Linked DNA regions of Mus musculus: regions 1 and 2 are each linked to region 3. Evidence: chromatin contacts called from public HiChIP or PLAC-seq data. All regions are on one chromosome and are shown on one strand. The core of a region is the stretch at or near the end of the contact, and the rest is flanking DNA. Distances in the headings are between cores, read along the strand shown.

Region 1 (3,774 bases), core at 500-2,999, 360 kb after region 3:
AGACTTGACCACACAGCAGCTGTGCTCAGGAATGAAGTACAATCGACTTTTTTTTTTAAAGCAGAAAGCCAAACTACTGGGTATGGTGGCCCGTGTATGTAGTCCCAGTATTTGAGAAACAGGAGGATTTTGAGTTTGAGGCTAGCTTGGGGCACATAGCTGTCCCCAAAATAAAACATAAATACGAAAAAGCCTTTCATCACCAAAACAACCAGCCGAACAAAAAACTACTCTTCTTTCACCAAATCTAGAAATATCTTGGTTAAGCATCAAACACAGAAAAGCTCCAGAGAGATAGCCTGCTTCCCTGGGATCAGAAGTGACCCCTAGCGGTTCAGAAGTACCTGGGCCTTCCAATAGAATCTTGCCTGCCAGCATTCCTTCAGATAAGAGCAGACTCTCCCTCTATGATACCACCTCCTTATCTTGACAACAACTCCCTTGTCAAGCGCTCGGTCTAATCTTTGGATTTCTGTGGGTTACTTCTGGTCAGAGTGCTTGACAGCTTGGTAGAAAGTGAAATGTCTAATTTGGAGCAAATTCGAGGTTTTAAACCCAGTGCTGAATCAAAGAGAGGCCCCACCTCTGTCCCATGATCAGAAGAAAAAGACAGTGCAAAGATCGAGAGACAGAGGCTAAGCGAGAGACAGAGGCTAAGCCACCAGGACAAGAGACTCGGACTCCAAAAACAACTCCTCCTGGAGGTGGCTCACACCTGTGATAACCTCTAGAAGCTGAGGCCGGAGGATTGCAAGTTCAAGGCCAACCCAAGCTATAGAATAAGTTCTAGGGCAGCCTAAACTGAAGTGTAACTCCCAGTCGCCAGAAATCAAATAGAGACAGCTCCTGGAAACTAGCTGACCACTGTCCTGTTATCACGAAAGGAAATAAACCCAAGGACAAAGTTAGGAGATGGAACAATGTCAGACTTGTCTCAACAGAAGTGGGAAGGGCCTTGGAGCATTCTTCCAGGAGAGCACACTGCCAGGCAGGATCTGAGCTCAGGCTCTGTCATCTTCCTGCTTAGTTTGATGTGCTCAGAAAATGGTGTAGTGTCTTGGTAAGGTGCAGGTGCCAGTAGCCTGTGCTAGGGTCTGAGACTCCACCTTTCCCCCAGGCTTCCAGGCCACAAGCTGCAGAGTCTTTCCCCCACCAAACAGAGCTAGGTCATTTGGAGCTTTTGGTGTCCTGCCACTGAATAACTCAGCCCTGGCTGTCCTGGAACTCACTCTGTAGACCAGGCTGGCCTCTGGCCTCAAATTCAGAAATTCGCCAGCCTCTACCTCCCAACTTCTGGGATTAAAGGCATGCACCACCACTGCCCTGCTTCAAACCAGCCAAAACTTATAAAACTTTAAGTGTCTCATGAGTTCAGAAGAAAGCTTGTTAAGAGGGTAACTGGCAAGTTCGGGAAAACTTGAAACCTGACACTTCACAGGGATATCTCTGCTGGAAAAAGTCTGTCAGAGCTTTGAGGTCTGAAACAGCACAAAAGGCAAAACCAACTTGTGTTCTGTCTCTAGGGTTCCAAACTCCCAGTAGATGTCATAAAAAGAAGAGGAAATGCCAAGACCAGGTGCCCAAGACTGCGCACTCACCTTCCAGGTGCCCAGGCCCACAATGGGCATCTTGGCTTTGGTACTGAGTTCCACGAACGTGGCCATGGTTGCTGCCAAAATCTTGCTGAGAGCAGATGTCTGTGTCCTTGTTAATGAGACAGATGGAGGCTTTAACGTCCTGGATGAAGAGGCCGGCTCTTACTGCAAGCGCCACGCCCAGACCCCTCCCGCCCCCGCCCCCCCTCCCGCAATGAACCGGAAGTTCATCCCAGTCTTTTGTAAGCTTTTAAGAGTGTGAGTAAAGATTAGTCATAAACCAGAGGGAAATCTCCCTGATGCAGAATATAAATTACTTTGTAGAGCTACTTAGAGGTGTATGAGCCTTAGGCGCATGGGGTGAAAGATCCTTCGAGCTATATTGCTAGCTATGTTTGGGTTTCCACAGTGTGTGGAGAATATGTATGGGTTTCCACAGTGTGTGGAGAACGGTGGAGCCTGTAGGTATTCCATGAGGTTGAGGCAAGTAAAAGTTTTCAGAGGCAAAATGGGAGGCTGCATAAATTATTTTGAGCTAACTGTTGCTGATCACAAAAGATCAATGACAGGGGCGCTTGCAGAGGAGGGGGGAGGGGAGAGAGGGGAGGGAACGGGAGAGGAGAGAGTGTTTTCTGACCCTCTTTTTGTTTGTTTGTTTGTTTAAGTTTTACTCATCTAATTGATGGAAGATTGTGAAAAGCAAATTTCCCCTGTTAACCACTAAGACCTTTCTTTGATAATATTCTTTCTCTCTCCCTCTCCCTCTCTCTCTCTCTATCCCCCCTCTCTCTGAATTTGAAATTTGACAAGTTGTCTAACTGTATAATTATAGTGAGCTTTTACATTTTTTTTGCTTACATTTAAAAACCAGACTTTTGTGATTATATTCTGTTTCACTAAGGACAGCATGAAAAAGAAAGATGCGAGCATAAACATCCTTTTCTGTCACTCGGATGCCATTGCCCGGTGCAGTTTCCTGGGCTCTTCTCAGCCTGTGTCAGCTTCTATGCACCGCACCACATTTTCCAAAGCTGACACCACAAGGCTAGCTTTTCTACACGTTTATAGTGAGTCATTTCAAAATTGCCTTTATGTTAAACATTTTAACGTTGCATTCTATTTTATGGTAATTTATTCTACCATTTCCACTATTCTTAGGTCTCTTGCTGATTTCCAGCTGGTTTCTATTGTGTATAAATAATATTTCAAGAAATATCATTGCAGTGAAGCATTGGGCCTCATTCCCTGGGGATAGATCTTTAGAAGTAGGAATATAGACTCAAATGAAGTTTATTTCAGTTTATCACACAAGGTATAGGTCAAAATTGATTTTTTTTCAAAATGGCAATTTTCAGTCATTTATAGAATAATACATTCTCACCTCCATGTTTATAGTTTTTCAAGAATCATATGTAAATGTTCTTGACTTTTACTTTATTGATATTATAAAACTAATGCATGTCCTCTAGAAAGAAAAACCAGAAAAATCAGAGTAAACAAAAGATTTTACGGGAGTTATAAGAGAATAAAAATTATCATTTTCCAATATTGAAATACTTATCAGCAATAACCTTGGGGTGTAACTGGAATACCTCACTGATTCAAGAAGTCCCAGATCATAGGAGCTCTGGTCTCCAAGGTGAGCCTAGGGCAGAAATAGCAAGCTCAGGATGGAAGCCCTGACCCACAGATGCCCAGGGACAGTGGCAGGTAGCCAGGTGTATGCCTAAGCCACCTTCAGTGTGTCTCCAGAACAGCACAGAGAGAGGAACTGAAATGTCTGGGGAAACTGACTGAAGGGGTTCACAGGCTGATTAGAAATATTTACAGTCAGCACTGTTAAAGTTGCAGTGTGCGTACAACTTAATGTTCTCAGGAGAGACTGAGCCACGATGTAGGCTCTACAGCTAAGGACATTGGTAATACGGGCAGTTTAGGAATGCTGACTGTAACTGAGGACCCAATAAATTAGTTCGGGGGGTGACAAACTTCAGGGAGATGTCACAACCAAGCAGAACTCATACCATGACATTTTTCATGCCCTCCTACCCCATTGAAATCCCATTGACACTTGGAAAGAGAAGACGCTAAATATAGGAGATTTTAGTCCATAAAGGGAAGTAAAACGGAAGCACAAGCGTCAACACCAAACTGGGTTGAAGAAGCTACGTTTATTTAT
Region 2 (4,401 bases), core at 1,663-4,162, 390 kb after region 3:
AATGTATCATGAAAAAACTGAGGTGGCTGGAGAGATGGCTCAGTGGCTAAGAGTGTTTGCTGCTCTTGAAGAGGACCTGGCCTCCATCCAGTACACACACGAGGCAGCGCACAACTCTCTGCAACTTGAGTTGCAGGGTGTCCGACTTCCTCCTCTCGGCTTCCATTGTGTACCTACCTGCATGCATAAGCACAAACTCACACTCACAGACATATGTACATATAATTAAAAATAAAATAATTCCTTTTTATTTTGTTTTGTTTGTTTGTTTTTTATTTTTGCTTTGTTTTGTTGAGACAGGGTTTCTCTATGTAACGCTGGCTGTCCTGGAACTCACTCTAGACCAGGCTGACTTCAAACTCATAGAGATCCTCCTGTCTCTGCCTCCCAAGTGCTGGAATTAAAGGCATATGCAAAATAACTCTTTTTTAAAAAGTGAGGATTTTGGTATCAAAACTTCAGTAAGGAACAATAGCATAAAAACCAGACAAGTTCAGAAAGCTGGTGGGTCTTCCCTCTGTCCTTGCCTCTGATAAGATTCTGCAAGCAATCCTGTTTCTTGGTGTGTTTGCTAAGATGGTGAAGTCTACAGTGACAGGATAAATGGAAGTCATGGCAGACACACGCACTGGGAATGATACATTGGAGAAGAAGCCACTAGGCAAGGTGTGACATTTGCTAAAGGCTTGTCAAGAAACTTTTTGACAGTGTTACAACCAAAAGGAGAATTGGCTCTTGCAATGCTCTGGCTATAAAAGATTTCACTACAATCAAAACCTGTAGGTGCATCAAACTCCAAAAGGATTGTTCTGATTTTTTTTTTTTAAATAGTGAGACCATCTTAATCTTCATCTAGAAGTTCAGTACTCCTGGCAGCATCCTATCACCAATGACTCAATAATTAATTCACCTGAATGACTAAATAATTAATTCACCTAAAAATAAACCATCCAGATAATCTTACAAAATCAGCCAGCTCTCTGGCCCAGTCCTCGATCAGCCAGTCCGTGGATAACCGTGCAGTATCCGGTTACTGGAAGATGAAGCCCTCTGATCGTTCCCTGGAGTATTAAACTTCCTAAACTCATTTACTTTCGTGTTCTTTTTAAAAACTAGTTTTAAAAAAACCTGAACTTTTCTTGCTGTCGATATCTGATTTAAGTGACTTGTATATACTTCAAGAGCTTAATTATTAAAAACAATTTTCTCATACAGTATGTTCCGACCTAAAGTCTGTGATGCTGATATGTTAAGAGAAGGACTTTTGTAGCATATGGGGTCCTCAGCATAGCATCAAACAATCTATTGTTCCTGTTAGAAGACCATAGAGTCTTATTGTCAATTCAGGGATCAAGGGCAAAAGCAGGAAATCCACTGGGAATTTTAAGTCTAGTTTAAGGCTTAATAGAAGAGAAGGGTAGAGTTTGATTAGGATTATGTGAGAATCACAACCTGATGGTTAAGAGGGGAAGACCAGCAAGGCAGTGAGTTTTCAATAAAAAAAAAAAAATCCAAGGAAATTTTGATGTTAAAAATTCTCATCAACGTTCTCTTCAAGTGAGTGAATAAGTCTTCTAAGAAGCTCCTGAGGTCAGCAGTGATGCGCGCTCTAAGTTTTATCTCTATCAGGCATGAATCTTTTTAGTGTACATGTATATATTTCTATCTGCCAGTATGCACTCAGGTGGGCACAGGCTGAAGAGACTGTCACTTTAGAACTGGGGTTCCAGGCAGTCATGAACCACCCGACACGGTCTGTGAATTGAATCTGTCCTCTGTAAGAGCACCTAGCACCCCTGACCTTGGCCACCTCTCCAGTCCGGACATGAATCTGCTGAAAGAGATTGCTAAGGTAGCAAGCCAACTGGTTAATGCGGCTGCATAGCGTCTAAAGTGTCATTTCTCAGAATGGATCTCATTGCAGGAAATAGAGAATCACGTAACTTTTTGTGGACAAAAGATACTGTGCGCATTAGTATTTTTATAAATGTTATATTTAAAATGGTAAAGTGTTATTCATTTATCAAACTGAATACAAGGACATGTATACATACATATTCAGTGATGGAGGGATGGAAGGAATCAATGAATGAATGAATGAATGAGTGAGTGAGTGAGTGAGTGAGTGAGTGAGTGAGTGAGTGAATGAATGAATGAATGAATGATCCAAATTAAGGAAAGCTGGTCAAGAAGCTGATTCTATCCCCGGCTTCTCCTTCCTCTTTAGGTTCCACTAAACATTTCCATCCCATTTGCTTAGCTATCCCAAAGTCCTGTTCATAATTTTAGCCCAGGGAGACCAAAGATATTTTTCAAAAAAATTCTCTTAGCATAGGTAAGTGAGGGAAGCATTTAGAAATTACTGCTGCCTACTGAGAATTGAATGTGGAAAATAAATAGCTCCAGTAACCGCCCGTGTGTTCATCCCTCCCACTGGCACAGAGCCGTTGCCACCCACTTCCAGTGGCAATCCTGTGGTCACCTCTACAGGGCAGTACTGCTGACGTGATCCCTGCCTAGCAATGCACACCCAGGGTATTACCATACTAGTGCCCATCCACAGAATGAAGTTAAGTGTTGCTGAAAAAAAAAAAAAGAAAATCAGTCAAGGGTAGTTACTAAGGCACAAGGAAGAATGTTTTCAGAACCCCTGCCTCTGGGCACTCCAGTGGAGGAGAGATGAGGCTCAAGGCTCAAGTCTAAATCCTGCATGGGCAAGCAGGAATTTAAAACCAAGGTGAGGTGTGGGGGTTTGTCCCGCGCTACCTCCCGCCAGTAGGATTGACAGGGCACACAGGATCCTTCTGCAGTAAAGTTTTAATGCGTCTTGAGAGTGAGAGCATCAGCTTACAGAGCGAAGAGTGGCAAAACCCCATCCCTTTTAAAGAGAATTGTCCTCCGCCTTGGACATGTCGCTCCCTGATTGGCTGCAGCCCATCAGCCGAGTTGTCAACAAGGGGAAGGCAGAGCACAAGGAGTGGAAAACTACCCTGGCACATGCGCAGATTACTTGTTTACTACTTAGAACACAGGATGTCAGCGCCATCTTGTAATGGCGAATGTGAGGGCGGCTCCTCACAGGGGTTGGTGGGTAGATAGTTACTAAGAGGAAAATACCATAGATGAGGTGAATCATAGCTAAACTGGTATAAGGACGTGTGTGACGATGTGTGAGAATGGTCAGGCAAGGCAAGGAGTGTGACCAGGTTTTGAGGAAGAGAGGTCTGCGCTAAATCAGCTTTGCAAGGCTCTTCGCTAAAGCCAGACTTCGTGATAAACACAGATAGGCCTAGCAGAGGTTTCATACACCTGACTATTTTCAGCAACTGAAGACTCTATCTCAGTTCCTTTTCTTGCTCTCCTTTGGCCTTATCAGGGCTTGGCAGCAAGCCTTCACTGAGGTCATCCTGAGCCTTGACTTCCAGGGACAGTAGGGACTGCTCTCCCACGGAGACTGAAAGTCTTTGTTCTGGTTTCATTTATGTTGCTGGGGATAATATATTCTTTTTAAAAGTAGCGTGGAGAGTCCATTGGATTACAGTTCCAGGTTCCAGCCAATTGCTGTGGGAAAGCCAAGGTGGGAACACAAAACAAGGTCAAGAGCAGAAAAAGAATGAACGTGTGCTTGGTTACTGCTTGGTTACTGCTTAGCGCTCAGCTAGGTTTCCCCTTCTGGGGCCTCGCCTATGAAATGGTGCCACACACATGGTCTTGGTCTTCCTACATCAATTAACCATCAAGATGCTCACTCCCAGAGACCTGCCCACAGGCCAAGCTTCTCTAGAGAACTCGTCATTAAGATGCTAGGTTGTGTCAAACTGACCATCTCTATCTCAAGTTAGACACACCAAATCCCAGAGTTGCTTCCTCCAGGAAGGAAAGCGGGAAGCTTTGTTCTTGGCCTCATTTCTTTAGTGAATAAGAAATCTTGCAACTGGATGAAGCAAACTGTAAAGTAACGTTCTAGAAGGGAGTGTATTTCAATTGTCCATAGCCTGGTCTACGTAATGAGTTTCCAAACAGGTCAGAGCTACATAGTGAGACACGGTCTGAAAAATGGACAAATGGAAAGAAAAGTCGAGTGAGTGTTTACAAGTTTATACGGCTGCTTCCTATAACGTAGAAAAAGGTAAAGATGGAAACCGAATTTCCAGCACCCCACAGGGCAACTCACAACTATCTGTAACTCTAGTTCCCAGGGATCTGACACCTTCTTCCGGGCTCTGAGGACACCAGGCAGGCATGCTGTACACATATAGATGTACATGCAGGTAAATCTCTCATACACATCATCATCATCATCAACACTAGGATGATGAGGTTAGGTCAGCAAAATGGCTCAGTGGATGGAAGCACTTGCCACCAAGACTGACATTCTGAGTTCGATCCCAGAGCTCCTCA
Region 3 (3,826 bases), core at 967-3,466:
CTCATTAACACGTAGACAGGAATTTAACATCAGAGAGCTTTGTCTTCCCCATGCCCCAAAGTGGAAGAGGCGAATCCCCTCCCCCAGCCTCTTTGAGGCTGGCTCAGTACCAGACCTCATGCAGGAGCCAAGGTCAGAGCTCCAGGCCCGGTGCTTGGTCCTAAGTCTCCCTGGGATGGTTTTAGACAGTGGGGTGCCAGGAAAAGCTCCAGCTATCCCCATTGCTCCAACATTGGTCCAGCCAGCTGGCATTTTAAACAGACCCAGTAATTACCCCACTTATAGCTGAAGAACTTAGCTATGAAATGTCATGTTAAAGTTTTACGGCCTCCCAGTATTTGTCATGCATCCTGACCTCCCCAGGACCTGATTTGACAACCTAACTACCAGTACCTCAGAATGTGACCTTATTTGGAAATTAGGCTTTAAGGCAGAGTCATCAGGGTGGGTTCTAATCCAGTAAGAAATCCGGGCAGGGAGTAAACCATGGGAAGAGATGTGACAAGAAAGCCACCTAAGGAAGACAATCAGGGCGACTACGCTTCTACAAGCTGAGGAATGTGAGAGACTGCTGGCCAAACAGGAGGAGGCAGCTCTCCAGAGGAGCCAACTGTGCCTAGTAACTGACTTATTTTAAAGATCTAGCTTTGTAGTTTTACGTCTCAAGAACAACTCAGAAGGCAGAGATTTCTCAGACATCCCCGGTCCCCCAGGCTCATAGCCTCCCCAACCAGAGGCATTCCTCAACTAGAAGGACATCTGGAACATCTGACAGACCCAGGCAGGTATTGCTCTTTCCATAACCCCGCAACCAGGTCTTGGGTGTTTACCATTCTCTTCTTAACCAAGCACCTCACTCCCCCTTAAGGCTCGGGTTTAGATATGTATTGGGACAGCTTCTTCTTAAACTCCACCTTAGCTTCAAAACCAAAACCAAGCGATGTGTTGCACGAGCAGACAGCAGGGTTATCCAGCGCTTGGACCTGATGCTGTCTGTGCATTTGAACAACCTGCCCCCACAGCTCCAGTATATACCCCTCACCCAAGTCCTCCTGCACTCTGCTCACTGGCCCCTCTTAAGCCTCTTTCCTTCTCCCCCAAGCTTTGGCACTCACCAATGACTTCTGTCTCCATTAGTCTTGGCTTCTACAGATCAATGTATGCTTAAAAGCTATGTTGGTCTTTTTCAGACCAATTTCTTTCACTTCATAGTATTTGTCCAAGTTTCAGACAAGTTTTTTTTTTCCCCCATGACTTAACAGCCTTTTTTTTTTTCAGTAGTGGATAATATTTCTATGTCTGGGTGTATCCTATGCTCATCCACAGAAGGGCAGTCACCCGTGGAAGGACCACTCAGCTATCATTTTTAAGCCACTTAGTGGGTGGTGATTTGTAACAGTGACCCCAGGAAACCGATACAGTATTCAATTTAAGGACTGAGCAGCTCTGCTTTGTTAAGGAGCAGTTGTAGCATGTTCAGTTGGAAGGTTGGTTACATTGTATTGGCACTCAGTCTAGCTGACTTCTTAAAATGTCCTCTCTTCTAAATTTCTCTTTTCATATGCTCACTTTCACCTTTGCTGTGTTCCTGTAGTCTTCCTAAGCCTGAGGATATTGGGAGTTTTCACTGTAGCTCTGAGTGGGGCTCATACTCCTTAGCATCCCAGGCCTCCTGGGAGAAGTTGGTTAACAGAGATATCTCCGCTCTTTGGGGTAGGGGCTTTTACATGGTCTCTCTTTAACTCACCAGTCTTGAGACCCAGGAGAGATCAAAGCGCATATTTAAGTAAGGTCGGACATTTAAGAAGTATGCAGGGCCAGAGCAGAGAGCGTGAACTTTGCAGACCTAAGCTTTATCTGGGACTGTACAACTCTTTGCCTTGAAGTTAACAGAGTTAACAAATTCTTTCTGGGTGTCCTTCATTTCAGGAGAAAAGCCCCTTCCTGTTCTTAGGACTAGGGAACTTTTGTGGTTAGGAAATACTCAAGAGACTAGCTAATAGCCCCCTCTGGGATGCAAGATGTTTGCCCATTTTGTGGGGACATTAGCAAACTTTAAAGGTCTGGCTGGGCCTGTTGAGTGTCATGTAATTCTAGGAGATCTGCTCACTTACAAATGAGCTGAATTGCATTCCCCACAGAGCTCTGTTGATCTCCTAACCCTAAGCCTCTCCGTGACTTCAATGGGAGGTCTTTGCAGATGTAAGGACGTGGAGATGAGGTCATCTGAGTGGTATGCAATCCAGTACAACTGGTGTCCTCTGAACACAAACACAGACATGCATGGGGGGAGGGCAATGGAAAGAGACATCCAGAATGGCATGTGAAACTACTGAGACACAAGGCCATGAGCCAAGGGACATCTAGGGCCATCAGAAGCTAGAAGAGGCCAGGACAGACCCTTCCCAGTGGTCTCCTAGAGTGAGTCCCCACTGATGTTACTTTCAGACTTCTAACAAACTTCTGTCTTTCTAAGCCACCCATTTGCCTTTCTACTTTGCCCTGGAAGTTCCAGGAAACGAATTCACCCCATCAGACTTGGCCCTGCTCTTGTGATTACCTAGCAACCCACTCACCTTCTATGTACTAACTCCCTCAAATGGCTCTCACAGTTAACCACCCACCCCTCCTGCCTTGTGAACTCTCACTAAACATCAGAAGTTGTGTTAACTACAGTCATTTTTCTCTCTCTCTTTTTTTTTGTAGATGAATGTAGTAAGAAACTCACAGACATTAAGTACCTCTCTCTGAGCACACTGTTAATAAACAGATAAACTGGAACCCAAGATTTTCAGGATGGTCAAGTCTCGGGATTCTTAACATACATGTTGCTCATCTGTCAAGAGTACTTAAGAACTGGCGGCCCTGGTTGACAAACACATCTTACATCCTACCACATTCTTTCCTTCCTGGTGTTCCTCATTTAGGACAAATAAGAAAAATGAGGAAGTCTATTTTTTTTTTTTTTTTTGCCTCAGTGTTTAGCAAATGTCCTTGAAGACTGGACTTGTCCTGAAGACAGTTGTGTGGGACCTGCTTCCTAGTGGGAACTAAACAAAGCAAGTACAACCAGAGACAAAGAACTCTTGACTTTCTGAAAAGTGGGATATGATAATGAATGCAGGTCAATCACAGACTCAATTCCACCGCATTTGCCCCAGCCTCGGGGGCTCTGGGGTTTCTGAAAAATGGGATGCTCAGAATCAAAAGCAGGGGTGTGGTATACTGATTGAAGCTTCCACCGGGATTCGTTGCTGTGGGGACTAGTTCCCTTAGCTTCCGCTAGCCTTTCCACAGGTGGAGAAGGCAGAGCACAGTGAACTTAGCAACCTATCCGCTGCTGGTATTTTTCTTATGGCTGTAGCCTTCAGGGAAGAAGTGTAACTTCTGACTCACACTGTCTTCTGCACACGGTTGCTTGGCTACGTGTGTTCCATCAAAACATCATGGCGGTGAGAGCTAGAAAAGGCCGTTCTACACATCACCTTGTGGTGGACAGGAAGCAGAGAGCAACTGGAAACTACCAGGACAAGGATCTATCCTCTAAAACCTGGACCCCAACCCCAGCCCCCTGCCTGGTGACCTGTTAGACGCCACCTCCTCAAGCTTCCGTAATCCTACAAAACAGCAACCATCAGCTGGGGACCAAGTGTACAACACATGGGCTTGTGTGGAGACACTTTAAACCATCATTCACTCAGTGATTAATAGTGGTCACTTCATTCTCTTCCCCTGGAAACCCCACAGGGGTGTGATTTGCTTGCTGCCTTCGGTAGAATCCACTGCTGTATGCATACAGTGTTTCCCTTCCTAACATGCTAAAGCG

Evidence for each region. HiChIP or PLAC-seq counts read pairs in DNA pulled down with a chosen protein or histone mark.
Region 1: an H3K27ac HiChIP or PLAC-seq map of embryonic stem cells shows a contact between it and region 3, with 5 read pairs. The contact joins the promoter of Akr1b8 here to the enhancer-like site in region 3. A contact is called at or near these places in 6 of 39 promoter capture datasets (the 3T3-L1 cell line, the HPC-7 cell line, cranial neural crest and 3 more), 4 of 115 datasets of contacts at active chromatin or transcription factors (embryonic stem cells, extraembryonic endoderm stem cells and pancreatic cancer cells) and 2 of 9 other capture datasets (adipose tissue and liver).
Region 2: a contact with region 3 is called in an H3K27ac HiChIP or PLAC-seq map of embryonic stem cells, with 5 read pairs. The contact joins two enhancer-like sites.

Annotation. Positions count from the first base shown.
Region 1 is chr6:34,352,121-34,355,894 of GRCm38.p6, reverse strand. Akr1b8 (aldo-keto reductase family 1, member B8) reads right to left here and starts at 1,749. Exons shown (of 10, transcript NM_008012.2): 1 at 1,599-1,749. The coding sequence starts at 1,664.
Region 2 is chr6:34,330,547-34,334,947 of GRCm38.p6, reverse strand. No RefSeq gene overlaps it. Among named protein-coding and RNA genes, the nearest start is that of Akr1b3, 15 kb to the right of the region's middle. Within about 2 kb of position 2,912, at least 13 of the 459 cell types and tissues checked have an H3K27ac peak or open chromatin away from gene starts, as enhancers often do. A contact at or near this core is called in embryonic stem cells, where this site is marked.
Region 3 is chr6:34,715,806-34,719,631 of GRCm38.p6, reverse strand. The region is part of intron 3 of Cald1 (caldesmon 1); the gene reads right to left. It overlaps Gm38787 (a long non-coding RNA gene), which reads left to right. Exons shown (of 3, transcript XR_868972.2): 2 at 2,707-3,826. Among named protein-coding and RNA genes, the nearest start is that of Gm38787, 15 kb to the left of the region's middle. Within about 2 kb of position 2,216, at least 104 of the 459 cell types and tissues checked have an H3K27ac peak or open chromatin away from gene starts, as enhancers often do. A contact at or near this core is called in adipose tissue, embryonic stem cells, liver and 2 more, where this site is marked.